Linked DNA regions of Rattus norvegicus: region 2 is linked to region 1. Evidence: chromatin contacts called from public Hi-C data. All regions are on one chromosome and are shown on one strand. Each heading gives the region's core, a stretch centred on a gene start, on an enhancer-like site or on the middle of the called end of the contact. The rest is flanking DNA. Distances are from core to core; before and after follow the strand shown.

Evidence for each region. Hi-C and Micro-C count contacts between places; a contact is called where the count stands out from the background.
Region 2: a contact with region 1 is called in a Hi-C map of Schwann cells, with 4 times the contacts expected there. The contact joins the promoter of Man1c1 here to the promoter of Selenon in region 1. A contact is called at or near these places in 12 of 12 Hi-C or Micro-C datasets (the A7r5 cell line, the Rat2 cell line, Schwann cells and 7 more) and 1 of 1 datasets of contacts at active chromatin or transcription factors (oligodendrocytes).

What each region holds. Positions count from the first base shown.
Region 1 is chr5:152,043,490-152,048,680 of GRCr8, forward strand. It overlaps Selenon (selenoprotein N), which reads right to left and starts at 3,218. Exons shown (of 12, transcript NM_001427657.1): 1 at 2,979-3,218; 2 at 2,462-2,579. The coding sequence starts at 3,161.
Region 2 is chr5:152,194,720-152,199,910 of GRCr8, forward strand. Man1c1 (mannosidase, alpha, class 1C, member 1) reads right to left here and starts at 2,220. Exons shown (of 12, transcript NM_001108687.1): 1 at 1,696-2,220. The coding sequence starts at 2,220. LOC134487002 (a long non-coding RNA gene) reads left to right here and starts at 3,060. Exons shown (of 3, transcript XR_010066668.1): 1 at 3,060-3,434.

The DNA.
Region 1 (5,191 bases), core at 1,968-4,467:
GTGTGTGCTGTGGCATAGGCATACACACAGCAATAATAAACATTTTAATGTGATTTTTTGTGTGTGTGACATTAGACAGGGTTTCTCTGGGTCGCCCAGGCTGTCCTGGTCCTCACCTATAGACCAGGCTGGCCTTGAACTCAGAGATCTACCAGCCTCTACCTCCTGAGTGTTGGGACCAAAAGCGTGAGCCACCACCCATCTTTGTTGTTATTTCTTTATCTGTTAGTCAATGTAATAAAACCTTGTTGTTATTTATTTGAGACAAGCTCTTAGGCTGGCCAGGAATTTGGTATGTAGATAGGGCTGGCCTTAAATCTGTGGTACATTTCCTTCTCTGGCTCCTAAAGTGTGTACCGCCCCCTCTGGCCAGTAAAGTCTTAAAACAGCAATGTGGCAACATCAGACCATGGAGAGAAGATTATGCAGGGTTAATAGCACACTGGGCCTTACATGGTGAATGGTTTTAGTGGTCATCGTTGAGAATAACTGGGCTGCTGGGCAGTGGTGGCACATTTGCTGCTGGGGAGGCAAAGGCTGTGCATCTCTGAGTTCGAGGCCAGTCTCACCTATAGAGTGAGTCCCAGGACAGCCAGGGCTGCACAGAGAAACCCTGTCCCCAAAAACAAAGCGAAATAGCCTGAAGCCGTGGTGCAGACCTATAACCATTTGGAAAACTTAAGGTGCGAGAACCCAAAATTCAAGACTAGTCTGGACTCTAGAGTGAGCGTAAGGCCACTTTGGGCAACTTAGCCTGGCTCTATTTCAAAAGTAAAAGACGGGGCTGGAGCAATGGCTCAGTGGTTAGAAGCGTTGGGGGCTCTTTTAGGTTCCATTCCCAGCTGACATGGTGGCTCACAGCGGTCTGGAACTCTAGCTCCCGGGGATCTGATGCCCCCTTCTGGCCTCTGAGGGTATTTCATGCACATGGTACACGCACGCACGCACGCACGCACGCACGCACGCACGCACGCAGACATACACATAAAATAATCCTTTAAAATTTACACGATCACCTGACCATCCTCCTGCCGTAACCACAGAACCCTGGGCCAGCAAGTGGCTATCTTCCACACCCCTCCCTGAAACCTGGCAAGCCCACAATGGCCTTATGGTGCCCCGAGATCTGAGAGTACTGGCTTTCTCCTTCCCCCGCCTCTCGCCCACTGCAGGCTTCCATTGGCAACTGGTGCCCAACTAAGAGCATAAGTTTGAGAAATAGAAATCGAACTGTGGACATCGAAGCAGGAGGCTAACAAGTTAGACGCCTGCCTGGGTTGTACGGCTTAGTAAAACCCTGTCTCGAAGGCTTGAGCATGTAGCCCAGTGGGAAGACGTCTGAGCAGCACAAGCAAAGCTCTGTGTTCAGTCTCCATAAGTTGGGGGGAGGGGGAGATGGCAACACAGTAGCTGGCAAGATGGCTCACTAGATAAAGCACCTGCCTTCAGAGCATGAGATGGGATCCCCAGAAGTCACGTAAAAAGCCAGGCAGGGTCATGTGTAATCCAGCATAAGACGGGAGCAAGAGGACCCCTGGCCGCTTGCTGGCCACCAGCCTGGCCTCTGTGGAAGGGTTCCAGGCTAAGGAGAGACTCTGCCTCAAACAAAAGGCGGAAGGCACAGGGCACTGACCCTCAGGCTATCCTCTGACTGTCATGGGCACGCAGTACAGGAGCACAGAACTCACAAGTGCACTGACACGCAGCCTGGACGGGAGGGACAAGCACTTTATAATACATTCGTTAGAGACTCGGATTATCTTCCCCTTTGTTAAGGAAATCGGCAATCAGACCTGAGCAGCTAGGAATTCTACAACCTAACCTTTGAGCCGCGCGGCTCCTGTTCCTGACTGACCGCATGCCAGCCATTGCACTGCAGCCTCTGAATCCTTAACCCTGAGAGCCAGGCAGGGCCCTGCATTCAGGTGGTCAAGTCTAACCCGGCTCTCTCTGTCTTCTAGCCTGTGTCTTCATCGCTTGAAATGCAGCTGGGGGGTTGGGGATTTGGCTCAGTGGTAGAGCGCTTACCTAGGAAGCGCAAGGTCCTGGGTTCGGTCCCCAGCCCCGGGAAAAAAAAAAAAAAAAAAAAAAGAAAGCGCTTACCTAGGAAGCGCAAGGCCCTGGGTTCGGTCCCCAGCTCCGAAAAAAAGAACCAAAAAAAAAAAAAAAACAAAAAAAAACAAAAAAAAAAAAACAAAAAAACGAAATGCAGCTGGTGGGACAGTGTCCACCGCCCCAGGCCTGTGACAGGTGTAAAGGCTGACCTTCTCCAACTGCTTCATGGTGATGATGTGGCCCGGGAGGTGGCGGGAAGAATGCTACTGTCGCCATTCACAAACATGATTGAAATGGGCTCGGGTGCCAAGACAACTCATGTACCCACCAGCCAGAAAGTGGTGAGGGGGTGGGGTAGGGGCCGATTCCTTTTAGGCTTCCCCTGAGTGTCCAGCCCCTCTGGTACCTGTCAGTTTCTCCGCGATGGGTTTGAATTCCTCCGGACTGATGTACGAATCCTGGTCAGTGTCCAGCGAGGAAAAGAGAAAGAGGCCATCTGTCCCCAGGACCTTCAGTGCCGATTCCTGTTGGGGAGGAAGGGGCTGAGCTGAGCATCACCTCGGGGCCCTAAACTCTCCATCCCAGCCCCTGAGCAGGCAGCTGCTTCCTGCAGCAGCTCCTGCTGTCCTCTCCCAGAGTTCCCTCCACACTTGCCAGCCCGTTTGCTCAAATGTCACCTCCCAGCGGTCCCAGAGTTCCTAGTCCCCTTTCCAGTCGCGGCTGGTCCAAGCTTCACTCCACGCCTTCATCCATTGTCTACTCCGAGTTCCCTCCCTCCCCTCCCAAAAGCTGGATCTTACTTTTTACCCTGTCCTGGCCACTGTCCCCTCCGACCTCCCCGGTTCCCCCCTTCCCGGGTGCGAGGTAGAGCTTTGCTCTGCGCCTCTTTCTGCAGCCACTGTCCCCTTCCTGTCCCCTCCGACCTGCCGCGCGGCCGCCTGGGCGTCGGCGAGGAGCGCGCAGGCCCGGGCAGCGGCGACGGCGGCGATAGCGGCCAGCAGGGCTCCGAGCAGCGCCAAGGCTCGGGCTCGGCGGCGGGGAGGCGCGGGCTGCGCGCCGGGGTCCGGGCTGTGCGGGCGGCGCTCGTCCGGGAGGGCCCGGGCCATGGCGGCGGCTCCCGGGCTCCCGGCGGCTGCGGGAACGGGGATCGCGCGGCGCGGGGCGGAGCCCGGAGGGAGGGCGTCAGCAAGGCGGACTGCCGGCCCATCGCTGCCAGGGGGAAGAGAGAGGCCCCGAGGGCATGGCGCCTGCTCAGCGGGTCCACAGGCCCTCTACCTCACCTCTTCCAAAATAAAAATAATAAAATAATTAATTAATTAATTAATTAATTAATTAATTATAGACATTCTTTTACTCTGTAGCTCAGGCTAGCCTGGAACTCGCTGTGTTGTCGAAGCTGTCCCCGAACTTGCGATGATCCTCCTGTCTTTTGTCCTCTGAGCCTTCAAGTATGAGCACCCTCACCCCTGCACACACACTCTTTACCTTCCTTTCTCCCTTCCATCTAAAGTTCAGTTAGTTTTTGCAAAATGTGCGCTGCTGTTATGATCTAAAATATGGTTAGGGCTCAAAAGTCCTCTGGGGACTGGGGAGAGGACACAGTGGGTCATTGCAGAAGCTGATTCCCAGCTCCCATGTTAAAAAGCCAGATGTGTCCTCACACATCTATTTGTTGCATACGAAGGCTGAGACAGAAGATCCCTAGGACTTGTTAGCGGGTTAGCCTAGCCTAACAGGTGAACTCTAGGGTCTGCGAGAGACCTTGTCTCAACAAATAAGTTGGAGAGTGACAGAGGAAGAGACCTGACATGGACACAACACACACACACACACACACACACACACACATTCACAGACTCACATATATACACATACATATGTACACAGAGACCCAACACACACACATCCACACACATACATACACATCCACACACATATATACACACATAGACACATACATATGCACACATAGACTCAACACATACATACAAACATATACATACACACATATATAAATATACATACACACATGCACACATACACATATATACACACATACATAGACTCATACACAAATATACACACATAGGCTCAACACACATACATACATAAATACACATGCATACACACATACATACATATACACACATGCATACACACATACATACATATACACACATAGACTCACATACATACACATACATACACACTCACATGCATACACATACACACATACAAATATACACACATAGGCTCAACACACATACATACAAACATATATATACATACATATATAAATATACATACACACATGCACACATACACATATATACACATATACATAGACTCATACACAAATTTGCACACATAGACTCAACACACATACACACATAAATACACACGCATACACACATACATACATATACACACATAGACTCACACACATACACATACATACACACTCACATGCATACACACATACAAATATACACACATATGCACAGACACACACACATACATGCACACACATACATACACACAGAACTAGGTCCCCACAAATCCACTTTATAATACAGAACAGAACATGGCTGAGCAGGTTTTGTCTACACATACAAGTAAAGCTGATACTCGGTGGTTTCCATGAGGGCTGGACCAGACCTGTTCTCTGCAGAAGCCGTGAAACTTGCTCCTCCCCATCATGGTCCAGCCGAAGGGCCCTTCTTCAGATTGCTCTCCATCCCACACAGGCGGTGAGCACTGAGACCCTCCCAGCCCAGGGCCAAGGGTTCCCCTTGAGTGTGGAGAGTCCCAGAGGCCCTTCTGGGGTTCATGGAGATGGAGTCAGAGCTGCTGGGACTGCAACCCCAGCAGGTGGTGTAGCCAGTAGCCAGCTAGACCGGCCTGCTGCCGGAATCATTTATTTCTGGAGAACAGTGCGCTTGGGGAAGGGATTGGGAAAGGACCGGATGTAACTGCAGGAAATGTTTTCCTCTGGGTCCATCCCCAGGGGCCCGACTTCCTGCCAGGCTTCCTTTAATTATATCAGGCTCTGAGGCCCCAAGGTGACTGCTCTTTCCCAGAGGCCAGCGGCTGTGAAGTTCTAGACTTCAGTCTACAGGAAAGACATGTAACCTTT
Region 2 (5,191 bases), core at 970-3,469, 150 kb after region 1:
CTCTGCACGGACAGGGCCACGATCCCATCCAGGAGCCAGCCCACCGTACCCCCCATGCTTCCCACACACACACCCCTGTGCCATGCCCTACCAGGGAGGCTCTCAGAAGGCTCTTAGCCCAGGCTTTCAGAAGTGGCTCGTCCTACCTCTCCCACACTGGAGAATTCCCAATGCTTTTGGAGATCTTTTTGACAATTTCTTGGCAGCTCTAGGCATCCCAGGAGAGACGGCATGCACGAACGAGATGTGTGTGTGATTTCACGGGGGGCTGTGGCCCGCTAAGGAGGTTTGGAGGAGTAGAAAGTGGGACTGGGTTAAGGGACAGGAAAGGGAGAGGCAGGTGGCTCAGGTGAAGTGAACACAAGAAGTGCCTGAACAGAAAGGGCACAGATGACAGCTCTCACTTAACTGTTATAAACTCTAGTCTTTGATTAACCTTTAAGAGTTGAGTGAAAACTGGAACTGAAGTTGCTTGTGTGCACACACAAGCATGCACACACCAAGGACTAAGCTCGTGTGTGTTTCCACGTGTCCTGTGATTGCTTATACAGAAGCTCAAACAGGGCTCAGCACAGCACCTTTGGGTGCAGCTGTAAATGAGGTGGGTGCAGGGAGGAAGGACAGCTCCCGTAGAGGAAGAGGGTAGCCAAGTCCTCCAATGGCTGTGGAAGATCTTGGCAGCAGACTCTAAAGGTGCTGGCTGCTCTCTCTAGAAATCGAAACAGGCTGCTGACTTCCTGCGGTAAACTCAGAGGTCCAGACTGAAGCAATGCTTTCCTTCTGGGTCCCCGGGAAGGAGAAAGAATCCTCTTCTTTCCAGGGAGGAGACCCTAGCCCACGGCTTGCTCACAGCCCCCTTGTGGCCTGGGGGTGTCACTGCAACCCCCTCTGCTATGTTGGCCACGCATCTCAGGCAGAACACTCTTAGCTGGGGTGGGGCAGAACACTCAAGTACCAGTGGCCTCTTGGCAATTGTCTGCAAGCCAGTTCCAGGCCGTGTTTGTTTTTGATGTCTTAAAACAAAGTCTGTGACTCAAGTCTAAGTGATCCTTCTAAATCCCTCTTCGGCCCACTCCTTACGGGGAACCAGTCCAAGACCCGCCTCATTAAGCCAATAACCTCAGAGCTTCTGTAACATTACCACTGCTTTATTGATTACTCCTTCGTCTTTCACATGCAATTATGTACAATTGTGGCGAAGTTCGATAGAAGGAAGCAGTTAGCGGGGATGCTGGAGATCTCTGGTTTGCAAGATGCTGAGAGATTACAAAACAGGACAGCAAATACCTCACGGGTCTTGGCTTTTCCATAGCCTGATGGAGATTAGAAGAAGTCAAGACTTAAAAGACACTCAGTGAGGGAGAGGGTTTCTAGTGGCTCCGTGCTGTACAAACGAAAACTAAGGACCTAGAATCCGCTCTACTTGAAGCCCATCAGGGAAAGCCTGAAGCCCACCAGGCCTGGGAACTCAACGGGAAAAAAATTCACCTGGAGGTTGGGTAGGATTCATGACCTAGCCTAGTCACCCTAAAGTATGCACCATGGAAAGAGAGTAACTTTGGATTGAGGGGCGGTGCTGCGGCATGCCTGAAGGGTCTAAGTAGACCTGAAGCCAAGAGAGGCCAAGCAGGTAGGGAAAGGCTTGCAGCTAGAAGTCTTGGCCGGAGGTGTGTGTTGGAGGGGAGGGGTGCTTACCTCTTTGATTTTCTCTCTCTGAGCTCTCACTAGACTCTGGGACTCCTGACTCTCATCAGTCCTTGTCCCCAAGACCGGGTGTCGAAGGCGGCTGCGGAAACTATTGTAGTCGAAACTGAACCGGACGCTCTCTTCCTGCGGCCGGAGGGCTGAAACCCTGTTGCCCTCCTCCCGGGGCCCGGTGGGGCGGGTTCGCCGCAGCCACCCTTTCCTACGGAGGACACCCACCAGGCGGCCGGAATCGTCCTCACCCGGGGCCGGAGCCGCAGGGGCAGGGTTGGGAGGCGGCTCTTGCTCTGACACCGAGTGGTGGCCGGCGATTTCGGCCATCACCTCCAGGCCGGGCTGCTGCGTCCGCGAGGCCGAGAAGAGGCGCTTGAGGCGAGAGGAGTGGGGCAGCAGGAACAGGGCACCGAAGCACAGGGTAACGAGGCCCGAGAGGAAGAGCAGAAAAAGGAACTTCTGCGGCAACCGCAGCCCCCACGACGAGGCCGGGACGAAGCCCGGCACTTTCCTCACCAGCATCACGGCACGGCCAGCAGCAGGGGGCTGTCAGCTCCGCCCGGGGCTCCAGGAGTCTTTAGAGTCCTCGAGGGTGGAGAGCAACGATGAAGTGACTGGGGTCCCCGAGCAGAGCTGTGCACCTCGAGGCTGCCGCTTCGGGACCCGCCCGAAGTTCAGGGAGTTTGGAGCGAATCCTCCCGCGCGGGGGCGGGAACGCGCCGGCCTCGGCGGGGCCCGGGCGAGGGGGGCTGCTCGGCTGGAGCCCGGGCCCGCCGTGCACCGCAGCCTGCCCTCCGCCTGGTCCAGGGAGCCCGCGCCTTCCCGCGCCGGAACGGTCACATGCCGTCCGCGACGTCCTCGAGGAGGGTGCGCAGGACGCAGGCCCCGACCCGCCGGCACCCGAAGTTTCAGCCTCTGGAGCAGTTTGCAAAGGGAGCCCCCGGGGCTGCAGGGCGAGCGCCGCTCCTAGAGCGCGCGCCCGGCCGGTGGCGACGGCGCGGGGCCCAGCGATCGGGACACGTCCACAACTTTGCTCCGCCGCGCGCGGCTGCCGCTCCCGAGGCTGCGCGGGACCCAGGGGCTCTAGATGCTCGCGCGGGGAGAGGGATACCCAGGAAGCGCGTGCTAAGCCTGAAGCTGGCCTCTAGCAGCCCGGGGTTGGGAGGCTGCCGCTGAGCCCGGAAGCGCAGGCTCGGGCGCCGCAACTCGGGAGGGCGCGGGTCTCCCGCTGCGATCACCTGTTCCCGGCCCCGCGGCTCCGCTAGCCGCGCAGGCTCGCCCGCCGCAGCTCCAGACGGGCCGCCGCCGCTCAGGCTCTCACTGCGACAGCGCTGCTGCCCCGCCCCCCGCCAGCCACGCCCTCAAGCCACGCCCACAGCGCGCCTAGCGCCCCTCCTCTCCGCCCGCCGCGGCGCCGCAGTCTGGCCAATGGGGAACCTAACCGGGAGACATGGGCGGGTCCTAGTCCGGGCCACGCCCCCCGCTCCCGGTACTGGTGCTGCGCTCCCCCTTCCTGCTTGCTCCAATGGTCCAGCTGCGCGCTGTGGAGAGGGCGGGGTGCAGAGCGGAGCGAGGTCATTGGCTGCTTCCGAGGGATCCCCGATGGGCCACAGTCACCCATTGGTTTCTGCCCAACGTTCGCTGGACTCCGAGAGACCAAGACGCCCCCTCCACCGCCCACCTCCGCCTTGAGCCGCTCTGTGTTTCGGTCTCCCCAAGAAGGGCCAAGAGACCAGGTTGGTCTGGAATGCGCTATCCATCGTTGGGCGACCCTGTCACTTTTCAGCACTGGCCGGGGATTGCCAGGTTGCTGGTAGCCAGGGATGCTCAGAGCTCAGACGAGCCGCGGTGGTACAGCTGCTTCGCGCTGCGGGGGATGGGGATGGCTGGACCAAACCCGAGAGCTGTGGCCGCGATTAGGTCTGGCTGAATCAGTATTTCCAGGGTTCCTCTCATACGTCCACCAAAAACGTGGCTAAGGCCCTTGGGTGGGGTTTGCGAGAGATGCTAACATGAGAAGCAAGAAGAGAGGGACAGAGAGACTCAGGAACCTGGACATATGCACGGGTCATACATAGGATATGCATGTAACTACACATTTGCATTTTCATGCATACAGAGGCTGTCCTGTGAGTGTGTGCCTACATGCAAATATACACTTAGTTTCAGCACGGACACCCTAGCGATTATGTCAAAGTGTATCTAGACGGGTCTATCTAAGCAAACATTGACATGTGCACAGGCATACCCAGAGACACCTCCACAAGCCCACACATACACAGACATGTGTTGTCAGACACGTGTGCCCCTGCCCCAAGGCACAGGCATCCGTGGACTTTAGCCCTTCCTTTGCTGTGAAACCTCACCCGGGGCCAAATAACACTGCTGTGTGGGTCTCTCACGCAAAACACTTTATAGACACTACAGCAGAGGGAGAGACAAATTAAGAGGTGTAATAGGCAAGGGGGGAAAATATCTGCTTTCAGCTGCAATTTAAAATGAAACTCGGGCGTTGACAAGACAGAAAATACTGCAGGGACGCCTTTCCCGAGGAGGAGGCAGCCCAGGCAGGCTCTCACTTCATAAATCTTGCTTCTTCCCTGAGGCCTACTGCAAAAGGGCCACTGAGGCTTCCTTCTGAATCTGGCCAAACCATTGCCAACACGCCCACTCCTGACATTTAAATACCCCTGGCATATAAATTTCTCTCTACTGAAAAGAAAAGATAAAAGACTACTGTTGGTAACAGGGGCAAATATTTTGGTCACCGGAGATGAATAATTTCTCCCAGTACACCTAGCTTCTATGTAAATGTCTCCTTCGAATGTTTCAGTCTCTTATGAGTTTGGCTGGCAGAAGTCAGTTCCCTGGAGTTAGCTAGTGCAGGAGATAAGCATGTGCTTCTTAGACGCAGTTTCCCAGAGGCCTAGCCTGGTCTCCTATGAATCTCCCTTGCCCAAGCTTCTCAGTGCAGTGGATCGTACAGGAGACTGAGGGCATGTATTTGGAGAATAAGCCAAGGACCTAGCCTTTAATATCAGTTTCTCTGGACTGAGAGGGAGGGAGAGAGGGAGGGAAGGAGGGGGGGAGGGGGGTCACTGGAGGAGGTGGAAAGCAAGAAGTCTGAACAGAGTACTCATTCTGATGGGACATCCCAAACAAGCCCTGGTGGGTGTCATGAGCCAGGGGCTAAGTAGCACCCTAAAGGCACAGGAGTACAGGACCAGAACCTACAAGGGACTAGTCCGTTGTCCATTTGACACTGACATGATGTCAATGGCGCGTGCGTGCGCGCACACACACACACACACACACACACACACACACACACACACACACACGGGCTGGTGTCTATAACCTTTTCCCGCTTGCTAGCTAGCTCTCCGAGACCCTGAGGTGTCCTCACCCACACCTCTAGCCCCTGTGGACCCACACGTAATGTTCCTCTTCTCCCACTGTCTGTCTGCATCTCTAACAGAGTTCTGTACTCTAC